Regions from separate parts of the Mus musculus genome. Here all the other regions are linked to region 1. Evidence: chromatin contacts called from public Hi-C, HiChIP or PLAC-seq and promoter capture Hi-C data. All regions are on one chromosome and are shown on one strand. The core of a region is the stretch at or near the end of the contact, and the rest is flanking DNA. Distances in the headings are between cores, read along the strand shown.

Region 1 (3,062 bases), core at 366-2,865:
ATTATCTATTTAGTGGGTTGGACTTTTTTTTTTTTTTTTAGATTATGTTTCTTCTGCTTGTGAAAGAAAACTTGACTGTAAGTCAGTTTGCTATATTATGCCGGCAGTACCCTCTTGTATCTTGTATTTACCGTGCCTCTCGATTGCATCATTTTGTCTTGTGCTTGATTTAATTTCATGTTTTGTTCATTATGGCTCTAGGAGCAATAGGCTGTTTCTCCCCAACCTCCAAGCCCGTGAGCGTGTGTATCCCACAGGCTGGGTGTGTGCAGCATCCAGGTCTGTGTAAATACACTTAACATGATGATCATATGACTCGGTTGTCACACTCCTAAACAACCAATGGTTATAACCCTCTTCTCTGCTGTTCTCAGCTTCAAGAGCTTAGGACTAAGGGCCAAAGAAACGTGGAAAACAGCACTGAGAATCTAGGGATAGGTAGATTTTTCTTCTAACCTCCTTGGGAGTCCACAAAGGGCTCCAAGGCAGAGCCTCTGGCCAGTCTGAACCAATGGGGAGGTGTTGGGGGGGGGGGATTTCTTTTTCTGAAAGCAGATTCACACCTCCTCCTCCTCCCCCCTCTCAAATTGGAACAGTCCTGGGAAAATGGGACAGGTGTCCCCAGTTAAGAGACAGGGCTGTTTACTCAATTCAGCCGAACAGCTCTAAGGGAGAGGAAGTCTTGCTACAAAGAAAACTTAACATTTCCTATCATGAGGTAGTAGTCCCTGCCAGTTGAACCAAAGGACCAACTGGAAACGCTGCCTACTGTCCTCTAACAGGTGAATACCAGGTGAGAGTGGGCAGGTCAAAGTTCACTCTGGAGACCAGAGGCCTGAGGAAAATGTATCTCTGCTTCTACCTTAACCTTCTAAGTAAGCCACTTGCGGGGTATGCTGATGGGGGAAGGCGCTAGAGAGAGGCGTCTTTCCATTGAATCGGTGTAATTTGGCCACGGCCTCAGAGCATCAGGAGTAAAGTGAGAAAGAGGAAATCAGAAGGGTTCAAACACTAGTCAGTCCAGTCACTCCAGTTCTGGGCCAGGCCAGCCACCATGTCCCGCATCCACCCATCACTTGGCCGCCAAATAACCCCTGGAGTTTTACTCCGGAAGGGACCACCAGGCGGTGATTGGCTCGTCTTGGGCGTGCCTGTCCGATACATCCCGAGGTTTCCTTTAGCTGCTCCAAAACTGACGTGAAGCAGATTTTGGTGCAATGCGAATTAGCTCCAGCAGCGGAGTCCGGAGGTGACTGCCGAGCTCCGGGAGCGCCTGCTGGGGCAAAGCTGCGGCCAGGAGTCAACGCCCGCCTGCCGATGGCTCCATCCAGGCCGCCGCCCATTGCCTTGACAACAAGCCCCCACCCGCCCTCCTGCACAGCAGGCTTGGGTCACCGGCTCTTGGGTATGCGAAGGCGCCCCGCCCTGGGCGCCCCGCAACCGTGAGCCGCGCAACCCCACCTTGCCGAGAGCTTCCGAGCGCCAAGCAGAGGCGCCCCCTCCTGCTCGAAGAGGGAAAGCCCGGGCGCCCCCAGCATTGACTTCATAATAAAGCTCCCTAAAGGCTAGGGCTCCCCCGCGCGTTCCGGCGCCCTGCACCTGCTGGGTTCTCCCACCCGCCCTCGCCCGGGGACCCAGGGTGCGCGGACGGCCTGGGAGCGTGCGTGGCTCCGTGGTCAAGTGCTGCATCCCGGCGCCCAAGCACGGAGCTCCTGGGGAGGGGAGGGGGAGCGGGACATCCCCGAAGGCCGCCTCGCGGGAGGCGGGGAGGCTGCCGGGTGCACTGGGAGGGCGGGGAGCCCGCGGGAGGAGGCGGGCTGGGGGAGTGGGGCGGGCGGCGGGGAGGGAGCAGGAGCCAGGCAAGAAAGTAGCAGAAAGTGAGGCTGGCAGGCGGCGGCAGAGGCAGGAAGTCTTTGCCGGAGAGCAGTAGAAATTAGAGCCAGGGAGGGACCGCGGCGGCAGCAGCCAAGGCGAAAGAGGAAACTGCCGAAGAGGAAGCTCTGCGGCAGCCCGAGCCTCCCTGCGCTCCGCATCCTCCCGCTCCGCATCCCGGCGCCGGGCATCCCCCGGAGCCCGCGCCGCGCCTCCGGCGCCCCTTCCCCAGCGCAACCCTCGGCCGCCCTACAGCATTAGTCTGCCATGGCCCGGGAGAACGGCGAGAGCAGCTCCTCCTGGAAAAAGCAAGCAGAAGACATTAAGAAGATCTTCGAGTTCAAGGAGACCCTCGGAACGTAAGTGGGTGCTGGGGACCAGCGGGTGGAAGTAGCATCGGTGGCGGCAGCAGCGTCGGCTGCTCCTGCTGCTACCGTCGCCACCGCCACCGCGGCAGAAACTGGCTGGTCGATGCGTCCTCATTGTCCCATAGTCCGCTCTTATGGAGACCCTCCGCGAGTCCACCGCGTGGGTCTGCGCCCACGGTTGACACCTCTCCTGGGCGGGGGAGGGGAGCGCAGGGCGCGCAGAGAACAGCCCACGCGGGCGGGCGACTTTCCTTTTCCCTTGCCACCACCGCCCTCCACTGATTTTCTCCCCACGCGTGACTGTGGGCTGAGCATGGTGGATCTCGCTGATCGCTGGCTGTGTGCACTTACTCATCGTGTGTATGGGCGCACTGGGCCGACGAAAGTGGTCACGAGGAAATTCAGCTTTTGGTCCTACCCTTACATCATATATTCCTATGGAATTGACATATGCACGTACTAGGTGTAGACAAGACTTTGGCTGGCCTCAGGATGATGGGAGGGAAGAATTTCGCAGTATTCAGAGTGACATGTGGTCAGAGCTTCATCTGTGTGTACATCTCACCATAGGGTCAGATGCCCGGCGCTGGGGTTCATGTCCGGGTGGGAGGAGGATCAGTGAGTCTTTAGGGGCGGTTCTCTCCGGGGCTCATGCTTGATGGTTACATCTCCAGAAAGCAGAAATAATCAAAAGTGTGTGTCATCAGAGCTCTGAACATGTGCCACTCAGTACAGCTGCAGTTCCCTTCCTGCGCATGAGTTGGCTTTGTTTTGTTTTGAAGCGCCTCAGATAGGTACAGGGGCTGTGAAAGAATTCAGCGC
Region 2 (3,062 bases), core at 221-2,720, 490 kb after region 1:
GAAATATGTTCTAATCTTCTAACTCCTTCTCATTTTCTGGCTCATTCTATCTTCACCCTTGTCTAGCTTGTTCTCTCTTCTCTATAAGACTCTCCTGGTAAAACTGACCCCTCCTCCTTCCTGCCCTACCTCTCTTTCCTTGCCTCATGAGAGCTGGGCAGCCCTTTCCTCTCCTCATGAGAGCTAGGCAGATCCTATTTTGTCAAGTCTTTCTCTGATTTGTCACTTTGTCCGCCCCTCAATTAGACATCACTTTCAAACACGGGTCTTTCCTTCTACAAACTAACTTTACCTTCATCCCTTCATCATTTGGTATTAAAGATGAGTACTAAGGGCATGTCTGTATTCCAGCCAGAGGAATTAAAGGTGGTTTCTGAGGCTAAGCCACACTACAACAAGAAACAGGGTCCCCCCCACCCTGCATGTATTAGTTAGGGTTCTCTAGAGTCACAGAACTTATGGGTAGTCTCTATTTAGTAAAGGAATTTATTGATGACTTACAGTCTGCAGTCCAATTCCCAACAATGGTTCAGTAGTAGCTGTGACTGGAAGTCCAAGGATCTAGCAGTTACTCAGTCCCACACAGCAAGCAGGCAAGGGAGGGATATTCTTTACTAGCTTGCTTCGCCTGGCTTGCTCAGCCTGCTCTCTTATAGAACCAAGACTACCAGCCCAGAGATGGTCCCACCCACAAGGGGCCTTTCCCCCTTGATCACTAATTGAGAAAATGCCTTACCGTTGGATCTCATGGAAGCTCCTTTCTCTGTGATAACTCCAGCTGTGTCAAGTTGACACAAGACTAGCCAGCACACCACAGGAACCAACACAATCTCGGGGTTTACAGTGTGATCAAATACTCTGCAACATTTTCCAGACGCTGGTCTGCATAGTTCTTTCATTGAGTATCTCAATATAAGCAGGTGTAAGAAGCATTGCAAGGCCCCCAGTCAGGAACCCTTTCTCCTGATAACCACAGGCTGAGGAGAGAGAGGAGTATGGGATTGGTGCTGATACATCCTTGAGGCCAAGTGATCTTGATGCATACATTTTGGTCGCCCACCTCCATTGACAGGACACACCTATGGAGTGTTCCTTGTCTGAACCTCTGTTTGGTATATTCCTATCTGGTTTTCATTTCCCCCCAGGAGCTCAGGTGCTGTGAGGTTTTATAGTCACAACCTTGAGAGGGTAAGGAAGGGTATCCATGTTACAGTCCAGAATCATCTACCACTTCCAAATTAGTTTAGCTTTCTTATACTCTTTCCTTCCCTCCCTCCTTCCAGCTCACCTCCTTTTTGTTCTCTTCAGCAAACAAAACTAAACAAAATACTTGCCATTGTGTGCCTGGGCTATGTGAGGGGTAGAAGGGTTTCCTGGGTTCTTTGTAACACAATGGTAAGCATTGTATCTAGCCAAACAAATGTAGTGTGTCTAAAAGTCACTGTTTCCTAGTAGTGGGCATAACAAATGTGCTCCCTGGGAGTGCCTTTCTGCACAGCTGCTTTCAATTTAAATAACCATCTACAAGGACAAGACAATGTGTACTTTCTGAAGTATAAAGAAACAGAAGGACTGTCCAAAAGTAACAAGACAGACAAATAGTTTGCATTTTAAACACCTCATTCCCATTCTTGGGATTCAAAATAAGAAGGAAGTGGGAGAGGATTTTTTTTTAAAGGAGAGTAATCTAACTATGGCCTATCACAGTATCTTGCCCCGCATGAGTAAAGTTTTATTAGAATATAGCTACAATTGTATGTTTGCATATTATGTGTGGCATTTATTGTGCTACAGTGACAGTTAAGTAGTTGCCACAAAGACCTTGTGGTCCTAGGCTTAAGATATTTACTATCTGGTTCTTCATAAGGCTAGGGAGCATCTGAAACCTGACTGAGGAGGGACAAATGGAGGTGAAAATGTGATAATTAACCACTCGATGGATTGGGAGGGAAGGTGTTCGACAGACAGCCAAAGACTGAAGGAAGAACAAGGAACAGACGAACACTTTAATCAGAGCTTTCTGGGACCTTGTATATCCACCCCTCACACCCAAAATCACATTCATACCACTCTGGAACACTAACATGTGATTTCTGTGGGTCACAGCCCAGGATACCAGTAATCTTTGTTCAAAGGTCATTGCACTCCAGCCCAATGGACTGTGGCCAATTTCAAAAGTCCAGATGGAGATGTAAACTTTATACAATGTTAAACTGTAGAAGGTCTAAAAACAGTAGCCAGTACAGGTCAGGATTGCTTCACCATCTGCACTACGGGAGCTCAGCTGGCCTCAGCTCAGATACCCACAGTTCTCTTTGGCCCTTCTGCAAATCAGTTGGAAAGTTAGCCTTGCTACATCATTTAACTCCAGAAAGAGACAGAGAGAGAGAGAGAGACAGACAGACAGACAGACAAGCAGTCCCCAAGCTGAGCCAAACCCACAGTTACTAGGGAAACACCCAAACCTTGGAAGTGACAAACAGGGCAGTTCTTCTGAGGACTCTCTTGAGGGACAGCCTGAGATGCCAATGACAGCATTTGACTTGTTGGTGGCTCCTTTGCTCTACCCAAAATCAAAAGTGTTGCCTTCTCTGTGCCAGGTGCCAAGAAAAGAAAAGGCTTTGTGACCTGAAGGCAAGGTATGTGGGGAAGAGGAAGGAGGCCGTGGGGTTAAGTCGAAAGTCATGAGAGAGTTGGAGTGAGAGTTATCTCCCATTGGTCTGAGTAAGGAGGCCCAGGCTCCCCACTTGGCCTGTCTGAGCTCATCCCCAGGCCCCACCCCCTATTCACTTAGCCAAGGAAGGAACCATCAAACACCCCTGATAAAAGGGGGGGGGGCCTTCCGAGTTGGGCAAAACTGGGACTGAATCCTTGTTCATAGGATTTGACACCCCACATTGATATTACTCTGTGTGACCTGCCCCATCATCTAACAGCAAGGCCTTAGTCAAAGAATCTGCCTTAGCAATGTTTTCTCACACATAGAATAGCATAACACCACCAGTGTGGTGATTGAATAGGAATGCCCCCATAGGCTCATATATTTAAATGGGTAGTTACTA
Region 3 (3,062 bases), core at 267-2,766, 460 kb after region 1:
TTGTGGTTTCTTCACTGCCAAGAAGTCAGGACTTGGCTTTCCCCTTGTGGCTCTTCTCCCTCTTGTACTCTCTCCTAAGGACAGAGCTTGGCTCTTCACACAGCAGGGGCTGTCAGTAGACACAGTTGGGTTGGGAGTTTCTGCCACAACTGAAACACAGAAATTGAATGTGAGCACCAAGGAAGAATAGATTAGTAGGACTTGGTAGGGGCAAGGCCACCAAGTACCTGGAGGAGGTGGGAGGGGAATGAAGGAGGTGGCATCTCTGTTCCAGGGTCACTGTATATAATAGAATGCCAGACAGGGTCCTCCTACTTTTCAACTGAGGTCCAGAGTTAAAAGATTTAAAGTGTCCGTGCTATGGTTTGTATATGCTCAGCACAGGGAATGGCACTATTAGAAGATGTGTCCTTATTGGAGTAGGTGTGGCCTTGTTGGAGCAGGTATGTCACTGTGGGTGTGGGCTTTAAGACCCTCCTCCTAGCTTCCTGGAAGTTTGTATTCTCCTAGTTGCCATCAGATGAAGATGTAGAACCCTCAGCTCCTCTATTGTCATGCCTGCCTGGGTGCTGCCATGCTCCTGCCTTGATGATAATGGACTGAACCTCTGAACCTGTAAGCCAGTCCCAGTTAACTGTTGTCCTTTATAAGAGTTGCCTTGGTCATGGCGTCTGTTCACAGCAGTAAAACCCTAACTAAGACAGTCTGTCCCCATCTTCTCTGGACCATTGCCAAGGAAAGGCCTTGCTATCGGTTGTATATGAAATGACCAGCATGTTTCATGTGTTGAAAGACTAGAATGTCCAACCCAGAAGGCTGTTTGAGAAACTTTGAAACCTTTCAGGTATGAGGGCTTAGTTGGTGGGATCTGAAGGATGACTTTGAAAGTTATACCCAGTCTCCAGTCCCTTGCTCATTCTCCGTTCCTGTCCAGTACAAGCAGCGTCCTTCTCCACAAAAATCCCACCAATGCTGCATTCTGCGATAGCATGGACCCAGAGCCAATAGACAAGGACTTAGGGATGATAATACTTTGAAACCAGGAGCTAAAATCTTTCTTTTTAACTTACTCTTTCAGGTAGTTTGGTCATAACAAGAAAGCTGAGAGCTACATCAGTCAAAGGCTGAGACATGCAGGCAAAAACAGTGGTTCCCTCCCATAGTTCAGATTTCATCTCTTAATTGAGACAATGTCTTTCAAGAGAGACACGACTAAGGGAGAAATGGTTGTTGTCAGTATTGTGGGGAAAGCAGTGTTCATGTTGAAAAACTGACTGTCAGTTTGAAAGAGAGAGAAAGAGACAGAGACAGAGACAGAGACAGAGACAGAGACAGAGACGAGACAGAGACAGAGAGAGAGGCAGAGAGATGCTTTCCCTTTGTGGGAGCCAAGAAAGAAAGATCAGGCCACATCGGGAAGTCGGGGATAGCATTTGCGACTGGGCCACATTAGGACCTTCACTAGTTCAGCTAGTGTGACCGTCGGGAAGCAGGAGGTTGAGCAGAGAAGATGGTGTTTGGCAAAAGTAGCTGAGAGTCTGGTGGGCCGTGGGGAGTAGAGCTAGTTCACAGCCAGCTTGGAGCTGAGAACAGACAGAAGAACCTCAAACCTTAGCATCTGCCAGGCTTGGCAGTTTCTCGGTGCTGCTGGCAGCCTCCGCTGGAAATCTGTTTACCCCGAGAACGAAGCATCAGATAAGACTGGCGGTGGAAGACAGCCATGAGTATCAGTTTTAAACGCTGCAATTAGAGGGAGACACAGAGCTGATCCAGCGGAACTTGAGGCTGCTGAGGCACTGGGGAATCTGAGGTGGATATTTGGGTCTGGGGTAAAACCCGTTCAGTTTATACCGAATTTACTCCAGAAAAATGCCATCTGCAGTTAGAATTTTAGAGAGATGATTACTGGCTTAATATTGGGTCCTGAAACTAGAAATTTGCTTTCTTTGCTTTTTTTTTTTTTAAACCCAGTTTCCTCTTTATTTAAGTAACATGTAGTTTATGTAAAGAAACTTTTAAAGAGGCAAGTTATTTTTGTGGTTGTTTTCTGTTCAGGTGATTTAAACTAGGACTTTGCATGCTGTGTGTATTAGTTAGGGTTTTACTGCTGTGAACAGACACCAGGACCAAGGCAAGTCTTATAAAAAGCAACATTTAATTGGGGCTGGCTTACAGGTTCAGAGGTTCAGTCCATTATCATCAAGGTGGGAGCATGGCAGTATCCAGGCAGGCATGGTGCAGGAGGAGCTGAGAGTTCTATGTCTTCATCCAAATGCTGCTAGTAGAAGACTGACTTCCAGGCAACTAGGGTGAGGATCTTATACCCACACCCACAGTGACACACCCATTCCAACCAGGCCACACCTATTCTAACAAGGCCACACCTTCAGATGGTGCCACTCCCTGGTCCAATGATATACAAACCATCACACTGTGTAAGTACTCTGCTAATCAGCGTAACTCCAGTCGGTTAGTGGGCGGGGTTTGACTTTGAGCTTGCTCTGTGGCCCAGAAATGTCTTGAACTTGTAATCCTCCTGCCTCAGCCTCCCAAGCAGCTTTGCGGGCTTGCGTCGCCAGGTCCAGTCAAATGCATAAACCTTCTCATGTTTTTTCTTAGAAATATGTGTTTCCATGAGATGGGGGAGGGATGAATAAATGCATGCCACAACCTTCCAAAGCAGCATATGAGCTATTCAAACCCATGAGCCTCCCGCATAGCGGCAAAGGGGAGGGGGTATGGGATGCGGGGTTTGTGGAGAGGAAACCGGGAAAATAAACAAATAAAATGATTAATAATAAAATTAATTATAAAAAACAAATAAAATGATTAATAATAAAAATAAAATAAAATAAAATAAAAACCCCACATGAGCCTGTCGGGGGGAGGGGCATTTAACCCTCAAACCTGACAATATAAAAACCTAAGGTGTTGACTCTGACAGTTATAGAGGCTCCAGTTGTAGGCTGCAAGGCCAGGAGAATCCATGATGTGATATAAAATCCTGAGCACAGTAGATCTAAAAGTCTAAGAACCAGGAGCCCAGATGTCAGAAAACTGAC
Region 4 (3,062 bases), core at 238-2,737, 430 kb after region 1:
TCCTGTAGATACAATACAGCCCATGGGCCGCTTAAAGCACTGAGAGAAGACTGGAGTGTCTCTCCATGGTTCTCATTTCCTCTTGCAGTGGGTTTTCTAGCTCAACTCCCTGGCCACCCACAAGCCCAGCATTAGCAGATTAGAAACTTGTTCTTTATTCATCTCTCCCCTCTTCTCAGGTTGTTCCATTCATGACATTTTCTGACAGAGTGTCATAAAATAGACATAGAGTCCCAACTATTCATATCTAGACTATCATTCATGACTTCCTATACAGCAGGTGCTGCTCCAAGTACTAAAGATACAGCAATGAGCACTGTTGGCGTGCACTCAGACACACGCATACACATGTGCACACACATGCACACAGAAACACAAATGCACACAAAGAAAGAGACACACAAAGAAAGAGACACACTCATGTTCATGCACATGTGCACACAGACATACACTCATGTTGTCGTGCACAAATACACTCACTTGTCATGCACAAGTACACACACACACTTCTCTTGAGTTTCCAGTATGCCTTACCCGCTTTCATTTCAGACCTTTTATTCCTTCAGTATTTGTCAGAACATTTGGCACCAGTGGAAGAGCTAGATTTTCAAGTTCTCCATCCAGGACAAAGACTTCAGTCTGGGAAAGCTTTAAGCAAGCTCCCCAGTCTCCAGAGACATGGCTGTATGAAGCAACTTTCCAGCACTGGTGATCCCGTAAATCTTCCCCATTGTATCCCATACAGAAGCCCAAATCAGTGTGCGCTGGAGATTTCTGTTTAAATACTGTCTGGGATCACTGAGTGGCCAGACATTATCTAGTCCTGTTTCATCACCAGCCAAAATCTCCATGTTTCTCATGGTGCCTCCCCCCACCTCAGCCGCTGAAAGAGGGTCTTGGAGGCCAAGGGACTGCATAGTCCTGGTCCCTGAGGTGCCACCAGCAAACTCCATGATCCTGGATGGTTCATTTAAAGTGCATCAGTAAAATGCCTTGGGGTCCCAGTGTTCCTCGTGGATGTTTGCCTTTGCCTAGAGAGAAAATAAAAGGGAGGGGGGAGGTGTTCCCAAGTCAGGTGTAAGCTGTTCAAATCCTGAGTAATATGGGAAATTTCCAGTTGAACCTGCAAATTTCAGGGTTTGGATCCCAGCCCAGAGCAGGAGGGTAGGTTGTCTGAGTCACTGTGAAGTGCACATTTCCTGCTATTTCTTTCCAAGTCCATGTTAAAGTAACAAGCTCAAATGTGAACATTAACAATGATGACTCAGGCCCAGGGAATGTTGGTAGCATGACTCTGGTTTTAAATAACAGAAAAAACAGGGCTTTTCTTGTCTGTTTGTTGACAAAAAGTCAACAAGAGATCATTAATCTAGTTCACTGGTCTCTAAACAGTATTTTTTTTTTAACGTGTATGAGCGTTTTGCCTAGACATGTGCATGTATCACGTGTATGCCTGTGTACCCACAGAGGTTAGAAAAGGGCACTGGAGCCCATAGAACTGGGTGCCTCTGAAGGTTGTAAGCCACAGTGTAGGTGATAGGACCTAGCCCAGAGCCTCTGAAAGAGCAAAAAGTGTCTAAACAAGTTTGATAGATAATGCATCCTGATGGTAAAAATATTTTGAGCATGCTCTAAATAAATGGCTATTCATATATATGAATATTATAGAGGTGTACTACTCTGCTGATTAGCATATAAAACACACACAAAGTAAATTAAAATGACGAGATTGAGGGGAGAAAAATCACCCAGAGACAAAACTTTATTGTTTTTATTTTTGTACCAATTGGAGGGTTCTATTTTTTTATCCTTTTAATTTCAGTTGAAATGTTCATTATAAGTCTAAGTCTAATTATCTAAATTCTTTGTTTTAACTGAAAGGGCTGTGGTGTAAAAATATACAGACCTAAATGGGATGTGTTGTTGAGAGTGCTTGTAATTGGGGAGTCAACCCAACACTATCTGAACGTTTAAAAGACTGAAATTAGAACCACCACCACTGGTGTTTCCTTCTCTCCTGTGGTGGTTTGAATGAAAGTGACCCCCTATTCAAGCTCATAGGCTTGAATACTTTATCCTCGGTCAGTAGAACTGTTTGGGAAGGATTTGGAGGTGTGTCATCTGAGTAGGCTTGAGATTTTAAGACTTCTGCCACTCCCACGGGTTCTCTGGTTTGAGATGCAATGTCTCAGCCTTCGCACTTCCATCATGGACTCTAACCCTCAGGAACTATAAGCCTAATTACATGCATTCTTTTATAAGGCACCTTGGCCATGTGGCTTATCACAGCACTGGAAAAGTAACTCAGATACCTACCACCATCCTTTCCTGTGTCTCCCACTGAGGATGTCTCTAAGTTGTTACATAAATGTGCTGGCTAGTCTCACAAGCTAGAGTTATCTAAAAGGGGGAAACTGAGAAAATGTCTCAAGATCCAAACATAAGTCCTTTTCTTAGTTATTAATGGGGGAGGGCCCACCCCATTGTGGGTGGGTGGTCTGTGTTCTCTAAGAAAGCAGCCTGATCAAGCCAGTAAGTAGCATCCCTCTATGGCCTCTGCATCAGCGCCTGCCTCCAAGATCCTGCCCTGTTTGAATTCTTGTCCAATGTCCTTTAATGATGAACAGTGATGTGGAAGTGTAAGCCAAATTAACCCTTTCCTCCACAACTTGCTTTTTGGTCATGGTGTTTCTTCACAACACTAGAAACCCTAACTTAGTTAATAAACATCTATAATGCAATCAACATACAAACAGTCCCTCAGAAAGAACCTATTCACCAAATAGGTAAATATTGAGCCTAATGTCTCTATTTTAAACTTTAAATAAAAACTTAAATTTCTTAAAGTTCTCAATGGAATAGAAACCATCACATATAGACCAAGGGTTTTCTCTTGGCTAAATTACTCCAAAGAAGTTGGAATTTCCTTTTTTTTTTTTTTCCCCTCAGTTGGGGTTCTTTTAATATTTAAATACAAAAAGTGAGCACTGACTTCTTTTTTATACACATGCAGGTCTATGAGCCAAAATGTGCAGAGGAAATGTGTGCCTGATCTGTCCAGT
Region 5 (3,062 bases), core at 408-2,907, 390 kb after region 1:
TTTCCCTTTGCCCTCTCCGCCCCGAATCTTTCCCTGATCCCTGCTTACCCATTCTCAACTCTCAAGTCATTGAGGACATTTACCAGTGTGTTCTAGCCAGGAGCACATGCCTTCAGTCTCTGCACATGGCTTTACTGTGTGAGCCTTCCCTACGTTCTCCCACCTGCTCTTTTCTCAGGGTAGAGGAGTAGTGTGGGGGGAATGCATGTGCTCAAACAGATGCTTACAGAATTGAGATGCATATTCATGAGCCTCATTGACCCTCTAATCTAAACCAGGATTATATATGTGCAACCCTGTTTTGTTCACTAATGGGCACTGGTAATAAGTACAAAAGGTTTGTTTGCTTTCGAAAGAGCTTTGTTTTATTTAATTATTGTGAAAGTCAATCATATCTATGATAGGATGACTAGAACTCATATTCCTTAACACCCCCCACTGCCCCCTTCATTCAATAAAGCTTGCTAAATTTCTGCCAAAGGTCAGTCAAGACAGAAAGACTTGTAGTGGTTCCTGGTACCAGCAGGACTTAGAGTCCAAAGGATGCTCATCCTTGGTTGAAGCCGCTGCTGCTTTTTAGAGACACACTGAGCCTGGGGTAGCCTTATGTGGCCTAGCTGCTTTGCAGATAAATGGGGGGGGGGGGGGGTGTTGTAGTTTCAGTCATTTCTGTACAATACTTTTTATTCTTTCTTTGATATTTGCCTACATGTATGCAATCTATTCTGATTATATTTACATCTGGATGCACTCTCAGCCCATCCCCCTCCCACCTTCACATCCTCTTCCATTTCTGAAGGAAATAAACCACCGATTCCAACTAGTGCTACCCATATGTGCATCGCTCTGGGGCCAACCAGGGGAGCCTGGGCAACCTGCCTATGGCCATGCTGCTATAGAAAGAGTATGCCCCTTCTCCCAGTAGCCATTAACCCCTGACAGGACAGCTCTTCAGCTGTCATTGCCGCTTTGGGAGCCCCCCCCCCACTTCTGTGCTGGAATTTGACTGACTTGGTTTTGTGTAAGTAACCACAGCCACCATGAGTTCAAAGGTGTGCCGGCCATCTAAAGGTCAGAGACAGACTTTCACAGTGCTCCTCCCTGGCCTCTGGCTCCCACATTCTCTCTGCCCTCTCTTGCGTGGCATTCCCTGTTGGCTCAGATTTAGGGGTTACCAATATCAAGTGAATCCACTGCTTTTGCCTCTTGTCAGATGGTGAAAGAACCCACTCATGTCATGGCCAGAAAACAAAAGGAAGGAGAGGAAAACAGGCTCCCACACAACCGACTCAAGGACAGGATTAGAGACCTGCCACTCAAAGTTCCGGCCCCTGCCCAGAAGCCCCTCCCTGAAGCAGCTATGAGTACATGCACCCAGCTCCAGCACCTTGCCAACAATCACTCTGAAGGCAAAGTTGGACTGTCACAGAGAAGCACGAAGTTTTCCCATGGAAACAATTCTCTCCTCAGAGCCTTTCCACATGGGCTAGACCAGAGCAGAAAAGTCTTGGTTGTCAGTCAGTTGCTACGCCTTTTTTTTTCAGCCTCTTAGAAACACGTTTCCATGTACTTAGAAAACTCACTGGGCCTACCACCCTGGTCCCAAGTACTTTGTCCAGAGAGCATGCCAGAACTTCTGCCTCATCCCACCAGAGTCCACAAGGTCCTGTTATGGGAAACTTCGTCTTCATTGTGTTGCTTTACAGCTCTTCATAGGAGTATCACACTGAACTCTGACGGTATGACATGATTATATTGGAATTTGGATCGATATACACAGAGATCCATTTTTTCACAATCCTGTTCTCCCAGACAGGTTGATAATGTCCGTAGCCACCTCCCTCAATCTTTCCTTAAGATAAAGAACAAAAGTCAATTTACTTTATAAATACAGGGACCTGCAAATTCTTCCTTCTTTCTCTCTCCTCCCCTCCCCTCCCCTTCCCCTCCCCCTCCCTCCTCTTCCTTCCCTTCTTTCTTTCTTTCTGGGTTAAAAAATGGGGTCCCACATCTGCTCAGGGCTAGGGCCGCTGGGCAAGGTGGACACAGGGAGTTTTGACTGGGCGCACCCCCACGGCAACCGCTGGGTGGGTGTCAGGCTGTGAGAAGCTGCAGAACCCCCGTTCCAGGGATGGGAAAAGGCCTGGGGTACCCACAGAACTGCCAGAGTCTGGGTCAGACTCGGGTACCACAGATGCCGCTGGGTACCGCGGAAGAGCCGGTGTTCTGGGGTCCCTGGGCCGCATGGAACCCAGGGACGTCAGGTTCTCAGTCCTGGACACACCGCTGGATGTCTCCGAAGAGCTGAGAACGGGGGGGGGGGGGCGGGGGGGGGGAGGCAAAGGGAAAAGGGCAGGAAGGAGAGAGCTCCAGCCAGTTACCATGGGGACAAGAGTCCTTAGCTGGTTCAGCAGGTAGGTTGGCTTGGTGGAAGCTTGGAGGCCTTCTGGCAGAACTACAGAGAGGGACCATAATCCATGGAACATATTGTCAGACACTAGGCATATAGGAGCTTGGGTGATATTGTCTGACAGTTCCCCATGTTCGTTCCGGTTGCCTTGGAGAAGATCGTTTATATTCTATTTACCATTAGGGTGCTTTACCACAAAAATGAAAGTAAGTAAAAAGATTATTGTGCTCAGAAAAACATAGTTGAAATTGTCTTTTCTGTACAATTTTACTCATTTTTAAATGTTCAACCCGGGCTGGTGAGATGGCTCAGTGGGTAAGAGCACCCGACTGCTCTTCCGAAGGTCCGGAGTTCAAATCCCAGCAACCACATGGTGGCTCACAACCATCCATAACAAGATCTGACTCCCTCTTCTTACATTAAATAAATAAATAAATAAATCTTTTTAAAAAAAATGTTCAACCCTATTTGGGTTGGGGTGCTAGGATCAAACCCAGGGAACTCATTCATGCTAGATGCAAGTAGTCTACCATTGTCCTACACCCCTAGTGATGTCTTATGACTATTAAAGTGTGTGTTATGACAATGTGCATGAGTGTGTATACTTGCACATGTACATACATGCATAAATGTTTTAATGAAGCATTTTCTG
Region 6 (3,062 bases), core at 367-2,866, 360 kb after region 1:
ATTCAGAGAGACATGCTTTCCCAAGTAGCTAGGATGAGAGACCTACAGCCCAGGCTTGCTTTACAGTCTGTAAGTTGCTTCTGTTTTGTTTTCTAGCCGGAGAATCTCTTATACTACAGTCAAGACGAGGAGTCCAAAATAATGATCAGTGACTTTGGCTTGTCGAAAATGGAGGGCAAAGGAGATGTGATGTCCACGGCCTGCGGGACCCCAGGCTATGTTGGTAAGGATAATGAGTATGTGAGCGTGTTTGTGTGTATCGATGAAGCTGGGTTGTCTCCATGTCAACTTCATCTTCCTTCTGAAGCATTGGAGCTTGGCACAATCACAGAGGCCTGCCTTTCTCTTGAAGGAAGGATACAAATATTGAGAGACCCCTCCACAGTACGTTATCAGTGAAGCAATTTCCCTAAAACCTTTTAGCAGTTGGGTGGAAATCCTGTTTGAATTGGTTGTGGGCCCAACTGGAGTCTAAGAGCAAAATGGGATGGATTCCCAGGTTCTAATAACAGAATTAGGTTATGTGTCTATTTTTGGATGGTTTACAGTAAAGCACCAAGCATTGATAAGGTGTGGGACTCAATAAAACATGATAAATGTTGAGATTGCTGCAGCCAGAGAGGAAACACTGGTACAAGGAGTACAGAAGAATCCATGAGTAAGTCGCCCCCTCACGTCAGCTGACCTGGGTCTGTGTGGACAGAGTCAGGGGTTGTGACAGCTTTTCCTAAAATCACAAGTGTACCTTCTTTCTGTCACCCATGTAAAATGCAGCGATGGCTGCTGACAGTGTGAACAGTTTGGTGCTGAGATTCATCTTCTGGTTTCTGGAGACAGCCCACCAGAACTGTGTTAGCATTCTGTTGCAATAACAAATACCGGAGAGAAATCAGCTTATGAATAAGAAAGGTTAATTTTGCTTGGTGGATTTTTTTTTCCTTTTGGAGGTTTCAGACTGTGATTTATTGGCCCTGTAGCTTTTAGGCTTGCAACAAAAAATCACATCATGGCCACAGCACTTGGTAAAACCATTCACCCTGTGGCTGGGACCGGAAGCAGAAAAGAAGAGTAAAGGATGGGGTATTAGCACCTTCAAAGGTCTAGTCGCACTGACCAGGAAAACTCACAACAGGCCCTACCTCAGTGGTCTGCCATCTCCCAAAAGTACTACATGCTGAGAACCAAGCCTTCAGGGAGCACTTTCCCAGACAACTGTTCACCTCAGTGGATTCAGTCACTTATCAAATATGTACTCAGTACCTACTGTGTCCCCAGCACAGGAAGGAAGAAAAGGAAGGAGGGAAGAGGGAAGGGAGGGGGGAGAGGGAACACTGTGTAAGCCTCCCTAAGGAAGGATGAATTAGTATTAACAGCCTCCACTATTCCCATGAGTCTTTAGGTACAACTAGGAAACCTTCCCAACAGGCCTGGGAGATCCAGTCTGAGACTAAATGGGTCTAGAGACTGCAGAGCACTGTGGGAGTTCTGTGTCCTTGGAGGCACTCCATGGTGTCTCAGGTCTTTGCATAATTACATTGTCATACATTGGTATGTCATACATTGGTATGCCACCACTGTTTCATTTCCCAAGTTTCTCAGAGGAGGGAAGCCGAGAGCCGCCAGACAGGAACTACGAGTGAAATGAAGAAGGGAAAGAGCTGAGAGGTTTAGTAGGATGGGATCCTGACTGAGAGGGTGTGGCAGAGAGAACCGCTAGGGGCTGCCCCGGGTGGGACCCATGGCCCTGGGGTGTGAGTCATTAAATGTCCGAGTCGTTAAGATGACCATAGAGACTCAAGAGAGGGACAGATGGGCCCGCCAGCTGTCTTATGATAATATGGTGAGGCATAGATGGGTGGGACTGTGGAATGTGGAGAAGGTAGAGAGGCAGTTGAGTGAGTGACAAGTGCATGCGCAGCTGGTGCGAAGATGTGTGGGTGTGCGGTGTACGGATGCAGTTTCTCCCTTGTGCTGTCTGTGCAGGCAGCAGGGGGTGAACGAGAAGGTGCACCCTTGGCATCTTTGAAAAACAAGGGACTCAGCAAACAAAGAGTCTGTTGCACCCACCATGAGTCACGGGTATCAAAAGTGAGGGGTGCTAGCTTGTGTTGTGAGATTCAGTCTCTTGGTCAGGACGCCCCAGGTGGTGAGCCATATTCTCCAGGCTCCATCACTCTGGACCATTTTTTGCTTTCGGGCTTCGAGCTGAGGTTTTCCTGCTCTAACAGAATATTCTTACCTATGCACCTCGCTGATCTCATTTTAATTCTGAGACAGGAAAGCTCTAAAGCTTTCTAGATTGACTCTTGGCTCCCCTATGTGGATGGCAGTGTCCCCATTGCTAGGTGGCCGCCATCTGCAGGCTTTGTTTTGGTTTCTTGCTTTGGTCAGAACGGATGGACTTAGGGACAGTGTTGAAAGCGACTCCTTAAAGGGCAGGTAAGCAAGTACTTGTGAGATTTGGTTGCCAAACCCTGAGTTCTCTTAGAGCAATAGTAACGCAGCTACTGGTTTTGCTCACATCTACCGAGCACCCAGAGTGAAAGAGGGCACCTGTCTCTGGGGTCTTTGAGCAGTCATCAGCCAACGTGGGTCTTTTTCTACCCCCAAGTCTTTGTGCCAATTTCCTTTGCATCCATCAAAGCCCAGATGAACCCTCACCTCTTCTGGTTACCATCCTGCCTCTTCTCCTTCAACATCGGAATCCTTCTCCCCCTGTTTTCAGTGCATGGTTCCTCATCAGATTGAACCGGGGCCCATGTCTGCTTCGTCTCTTCACCACACTGTGGCTTTGGCACCTACAAGGGCTGTATCTTACTCATCTTTATACAGACACATGCCGAATTGCACACAAAGCACAAGGCTCGTGACACTTTTAAGACGTCTTCTCTTTTCACTCATTCCTTCAGCACACATTTATTGAATTCTCTCCTAAGAGTTGTTTGGTGTTCAGACATCTGACGACCTGACAGAAGGTGGAGCTCAGGCAAAGACAAGGAGAGTTACCAGTGCTGCATAAGCATGGACTCCTTGAGGCTGCTGCCTGCAGCATCTATGAGAAG
Region 7 (3,062 bases), core at 281-2,780, 320 kb after region 1:
TTCACATTTAAACTATCACAGTTGTCAACAGTTAAACTCAAGTCGACAATATTCCTGGGGTTGCCTGAATGGCTTTCTGGAGTTGAACTGGCATCTCATTCAATTGTACACTTAGATTAGTGTGCACTATGCCTGAGACCAGGTTAACACCCTGGCCCCTGCCGCCAACCACATCTCTGCTTCTGAGACTGTCACCTGAGCAAGAAGGACAGCAAGAAGAGGGTGGATTGGCAAGACTCTCTCCAGTATGGACACCATCACCCATGTATCTGGTCACCTCGGTCATCGTTCTGGTTTGTCTTCTGCTGCTGTGAGAAACCACTCTGACTGAAAGTAGCTTTGGGGTGGAAAGGGTTTATTTGGCTTCTAGATTACAGTCCAGGGAAGCCAGGGCAAGAACTCGGGGAAAGAACTGAAGCAGGGACCATGGAGGAACCTTGCTAACCGGCTTGTTACCTAGTACGTGCTTAGCTAGGTTCTTTGTTGTGTTTTAGAAATATGATTTTTGGTTTCCATTTTCCCCATTTATTAAAAATAGATTCTTTTCTCATACAGTATAGCCTGGTTATAGTTTCCTCTCCTCCTACTCCCCCCAGCGCCTCCTCCCTCCCCTTCCCATCCAGATCCACTCCCTTTCTGTCTCATCAGAAAATAACAGGCTTCTAAGAGATAACAACAAAACATAACACAATAAAATATAATGAGATAAAATAAAAGACATCCCCTCCAAGTTGGACAAGGCAAATGAACCAAAAAAAAAAAAAAAAAAAAAAAAAAAAGATTCCCAGGAGAAGGCACAAGTCAGAGATGCGCTTGTTCACACGCTCACGATGCCCATAAAAATCCTGAACTGAAGCTACGATAGATACACAGCGGCCATGGTGCAGACCCGTGAAGGCCCCGTGCATCTGCTTCAGTCTCCGAGTGGTTATGAGACTTGCCCGGTTGATTTAGAGGGCTTGTTCTCCCGTGTCCTCCATGTCCTCTGGTCCTTACTACCTCTTCTTTCATGGGTTTCCCTGAGCTCTGTGGGGAGGAATTTGATGGAAAATCTAGTTTAGAGCGGTGTGTTCCGAGGTCTGTCTCTCTCCCCCCTCCCCCTCCCCCTCCCCCTCCCCCTCCCCCTCCCCCTCCCCCTCCCTCTCCCTTTCCCTCCCTCCCTCTCTCTGTATAATGTCTGGCAATGGGTAGAGACTCATTTGTCCCCATGTGCTGCAGGAGGAAGCGTCTCTAATGATGGCTGAATAAAGCACTGATCTGTGAGAATTTTGTCTTGTTTTGTCTTGTTTTGGTTTAGGTTGTTGGTTTGTTTGTTGATGGCAGGGTTTCTCTCTGTAGCCCAGGCTGTCCTAGAACTCACTTTGTAGACCGGGATATCCTTGAATTCATGTAGCTCGGCCTCCTAATATCTGAGACTGAAGACAACATTATGCCTAGTAGCAATTAAAAAGACATATAGCCCAACTTCATGTCTTAAGGCTGGCACTATCCACAGGGCTACACTCTCCTGCGTCAATGAGCTATTAAGGAAATGTCTCGAAGGCATGGCTCAAGGCCAGTCGGATGTAGGCAACTCTTCATCTGTGGTCCCCGATCCCAGGTGACTCCAGGTTTCTGTCAAGTTGATAGCTGACGCTAACTGTGGCAGTCATGCTACGTTTTCACTAGGAACGCACTGTGATGTTTTCTCATTATAAACATATTTATCAATATTAAAATCAGAATGCAATTAGCTTTAGAAGCACTCCAGTGACAGTACATTTCATCCCTTTCTAATATTACCTGCGGTTTTACCATAGGAGACGAAAATGTCCTCTTCCTAAGAGGAGTCTTTGTATTGGGTTCTTAAGTAATTTGAAAAATTACAGTTTGATCTCTATAACATTTACGCCAACTTTTCCGGTGCATTCTTACAGCTGAGTTCCAGTCTAACAGTTAACGACAAAGGAAATAATGGGGAGCCTTTAACTGCTTGTTCTTCACAGTTCCCAGGGAAATCGGTGTAATTAGGCTTTCATGAAGGGACTGGTTTTCCTCATTAAAAAAAGAAATTATGCTCAGGAGCACAGCTAAGGGCTGAGCAAGTTGGAGAGAGAGAGGAGAAACGTTGACAGAGGTTATTGTTGGCACAAAGGAGCACCTCAGACTCAAGGCAACTGTCTGCAGGTTTCCTTTTATTTTGTTAGTTTTTTGATATGGGGGGTCTCACTATTTTATCTGGCCTGGAATTCACTCTGTATTGCAGACTGGCTTGAACTAACAGAGATCCACCTGCCACTACATAGTAAATGCTGGGAGTAAAGGCACGAACCACGATGCCCAGCTTTGTCTCCAGTTTTGAAGTAATTATTTCCTGGTGATTATAACACATGAAGTTTCCTCCGTGAGAAAAAAAATAAAAAGATCTGCCACAGAGGAGAAAATCAACATTTGCAAAAACAGACATTATACTGCAATCAGTAGCAATCCCCAGGCAGAACTGAATGGAAGGGCACATTAAACCAAATTATTTTAATGGGTTTCAGTAGTTGAGGTTTTCTGGAAAAGTCTACTACCAAAATGGAAACATGACCAAGCTCGTGAAACCTGTGTAACCTCTCAGGGGGCCATTGGCTCACATGATTTCAGTTAATTTTTAGTTTTATTCCTATTCAGTTGTCTCCTACTGCATGTGGTACTTGATCTTAAGATCAAGTTCAAAGCAAAACCTTTTACCATTCATAGACTCTTCATTTGGGTTCGTTTTCAGAAATAGGGAAATACTTCCAGTATTCCTCCTGAGGGTACACACTCTTAATCTTGATTAGATTCTGTGTAAACATAGATGTTTGACATTGATACAGCACAGGAAAGCTTCTTTTTTTTTAATTCCCAGTAAATGGTGTTTGAGTTTTCATACAACACAAGAATGGGGTGTGTGTGTGTGTGGTGTTTGTGTATGTGTGTGTGTGTATGCATGAGCATGTGTGTACATGTATATGTGTGTGTATGTGTGTGTGTACATGTGTCTCTGTGTGTGTATGTGTGTATGTGTGTGTGTGCATGTGTCTCTGTGTGTGTAT

Evidence for each region. Promoter capture Hi-C pulls out the DNA fragments that hold promoters and counts their contacts. Hi-C and Micro-C count contacts between places; a contact is called where the count stands out from the background. HiChIP or PLAC-seq counts read pairs in DNA pulled down with a chosen protein or histone mark.
Region 2: a contact with region 1 is called in a promoter capture Hi-C map of embryonic stem cells, with 2.0 times the contacts expected there. The contact joins the enhancer-like site here to the promoter of Camk1d in region 1. A contact is called at or near these places in 6 of 39 promoter capture datasets (the 3T3-L1 cell line, embryonic stem cells, hippocampal neurons and 2 more) and 4 of 115 datasets of contacts at active chromatin or transcription factors (embryonic forebrain, forebrain, neural tube and 1 more).
Region 3: a Hi-C map of the N1E-115 cell line shows a contact between it and region 1, with 3 times the contacts expected there. The contact joins the enhancer-like site here to the promoter of Camk1d in region 1. A contact is called at or near these places in 8 of 39 promoter capture datasets (the 3T3-L1 cell line, embryonic stem cells, frontonasal cranial neural crest and 4 more), 2 of 484 Hi-C or Micro-C datasets (the N1E-115 cell line and cerebral cortex), 3 of 115 datasets of contacts at active chromatin or transcription factors (embryonic forebrain, forebrain and pancreatic cancer cells) and 1 of 9 other capture datasets (embryonic stem cells).
Region 4: a contact with region 1 is called in an HNF4G HiChIP or PLAC-seq map of pancreatic cancer cells. The contact joins the enhancer-like site here to the promoter of Camk1d in region 1. A contact is called at or near these places in 5 of 39 promoter capture datasets (the 3T3-L1 cell line, hippocampal neurons, liver and 1 more) and 2 of 115 datasets of contacts at active chromatin or transcription factors (embryonic forebrain and pancreatic cancer cells).
Region 5: a FOXA1 HiChIP or PLAC-seq map of pancreatic cancer cells shows a contact between it and region 1. The contact joins the enhancer-like site here to the promoter of Camk1d in region 1. A contact is called at or near these places in 5 of 39 promoter capture datasets (the 3T3-L1 cell line, hippocampal neurons, liver and 1 more), 1 of 484 Hi-C or Micro-C datasets (the G1E-ER4 cell line) and 4 of 115 datasets of contacts at active chromatin or transcription factors (embryonic forebrain, embryonic stem cells and pancreatic cancer cells).
Region 6: a contact with region 1 is called in a FOXA1 HiChIP or PLAC-seq map of pancreatic cancer cells. The contact joins the enhancer-like site here to the promoter of Camk1d in region 1. A contact is called at or near these places in 3 of 39 promoter capture datasets (frontonasal cranial neural crest, hippocampal neurons and stem cell-derived epiblast-like cells), 1 of 484 Hi-C or Micro-C datasets (cerebral cortex) and 2 of 115 datasets of contacts at active chromatin or transcription factors (forebrain and pancreatic cancer cells).
Region 7: an H3K4me3 HiChIP or PLAC-seq map of embryonic basal ganglia shows a contact between it and region 1, with 4 times the contacts expected there. The contact joins the enhancer-like site here to the promoter of Camk1d in region 1. A contact is called at or near these places in 10 of 39 promoter capture datasets (the 3T3-L1 cell line, the C10 cell line, embryonic stem cells and 4 more), 3 of 15 datasets of contacts at CTCF or cohesin (the NIH/3T3 cell line, large pre-B cells and pro-B cells), 24 of 484 Hi-C or Micro-C datasets (the G1E-ER4 cell line, the N1E-115 cell line, Th1 cells and 13 more), 20 of 115 datasets of contacts at active chromatin or transcription factors (T-cell acute lymphoblastic leukemia, bone marrow-derived macrophages, craniofacial prominence and 11 more) and 1 of 9 other capture datasets (embryonic stem cells).

The regions. Positions count from the first base shown.
Region 1 is chr2:5,713,315-5,716,376 of GRCm38.p6, reverse strand. Camk1d (calcium/calmodulin-dependent protein kinase ID) reads left to right here and starts at 1,615. Exons shown (of 11, transcript NM_177343.4): 1 at 1,615-2,231. The coding sequence starts at 2,140.
Region 2 is chr2:5,218,554-5,221,615 of GRCm38.p6, reverse strand. All of the region lies in intron 2 of Ccdc3 (coiled-coil domain containing 3), which reads right to left. Gm46729 (a long non-coding RNA gene) reads right to left here. Exons shown (of 3, transcript XR_001783223.1): 3 at 762-977. Among named protein-coding and RNA genes, the nearest start is that of Gm46729, 4.7 kb to the right of the region's middle. Within about 2 kb of position 1,470, at least 20 of the 459 cell types and tissues checked have an H3K27ac peak or open chromatin away from gene starts, as enhancers often do. A contact at or near this core is called in embryonic stem cells, where this site is marked.
Region 3 is chr2:5,248,780-5,251,841 of GRCm38.p6, reverse strand. No RefSeq gene overlaps it. Among named protein-coding and RNA genes, the nearest start is that of Gm23118, 9.8 kb to the left of the region's middle. Within about 2 kb of position 1,516, at least 21 of the 459 cell types and tissues checked have an H3K27ac peak or open chromatin away from gene starts, as enhancers often do. A contact at or near this core is called in the N1E-115 cell line and cerebral cortex, where this site is marked.
Region 4 is chr2:5,284,791-5,287,852 of GRCm38.p6, reverse strand. No RefSeq gene overlaps it. Among named protein-coding and RNA genes, the nearest start is that of Gm23118, 26 kb to the right of the region's middle. Within about 2 kb of position 1,487, at least 92 of the 459 cell types and tissues checked have an H3K27ac peak or open chromatin away from gene starts, as enhancers often do. A contact at or near this core is called in pancreatic cancer cells, where this site is marked.
Region 5 is chr2:5,320,161-5,323,222 of GRCm38.p6, reverse strand. All of the region lies in intron 6 of Camk1d (calcium/calmodulin-dependent protein kinase ID), which reads left to right. Among named protein-coding and RNA genes, the nearest start is that of Gm36906, 6.6 kb to the right of the region's middle. Within about 2 kb of position 1,657, at least 5 of the 459 cell types and tissues checked have an H3K27ac peak or open chromatin away from gene starts, as enhancers often do. A contact at or near this core is called in pancreatic cancer cells, where this site is marked.
Region 6 is chr2:5,351,830-5,354,891 of GRCm38.p6, reverse strand. It overlaps Camk1d (calcium/calmodulin-dependent protein kinase ID), which reads left to right. Exons shown (of 11, transcript NM_177343.4): 5 at 97-223. Among named protein-coding and RNA genes, the nearest start is that of Gm36906, 38 kb to the right of the region's middle. Within about 2 kb of position 1,616, at least 10 of the 459 cell types and tissues checked have an H3K27ac peak or open chromatin away from gene starts, as enhancers often do. A contact at or near this core is called in cerebral cortex and pancreatic cancer cells, where this site is marked.
Region 7 is chr2:5,397,184-5,400,245 of GRCm38.p6, reverse strand. The region is part of intron 3 of Camk1d (calcium/calmodulin-dependent protein kinase ID); the gene reads left to right. Among named protein-coding and RNA genes, the nearest start is that of Gm36853, 84 kb to the left of the region's middle. Within about 2 kb of position 1,530, at least 8 of the 459 cell types and tissues checked have an H3K27ac peak or open chromatin away from gene starts, as enhancers often do. A contact at or near this core is called in embryonic basal ganglia and embryonic forebrain, where this site is marked.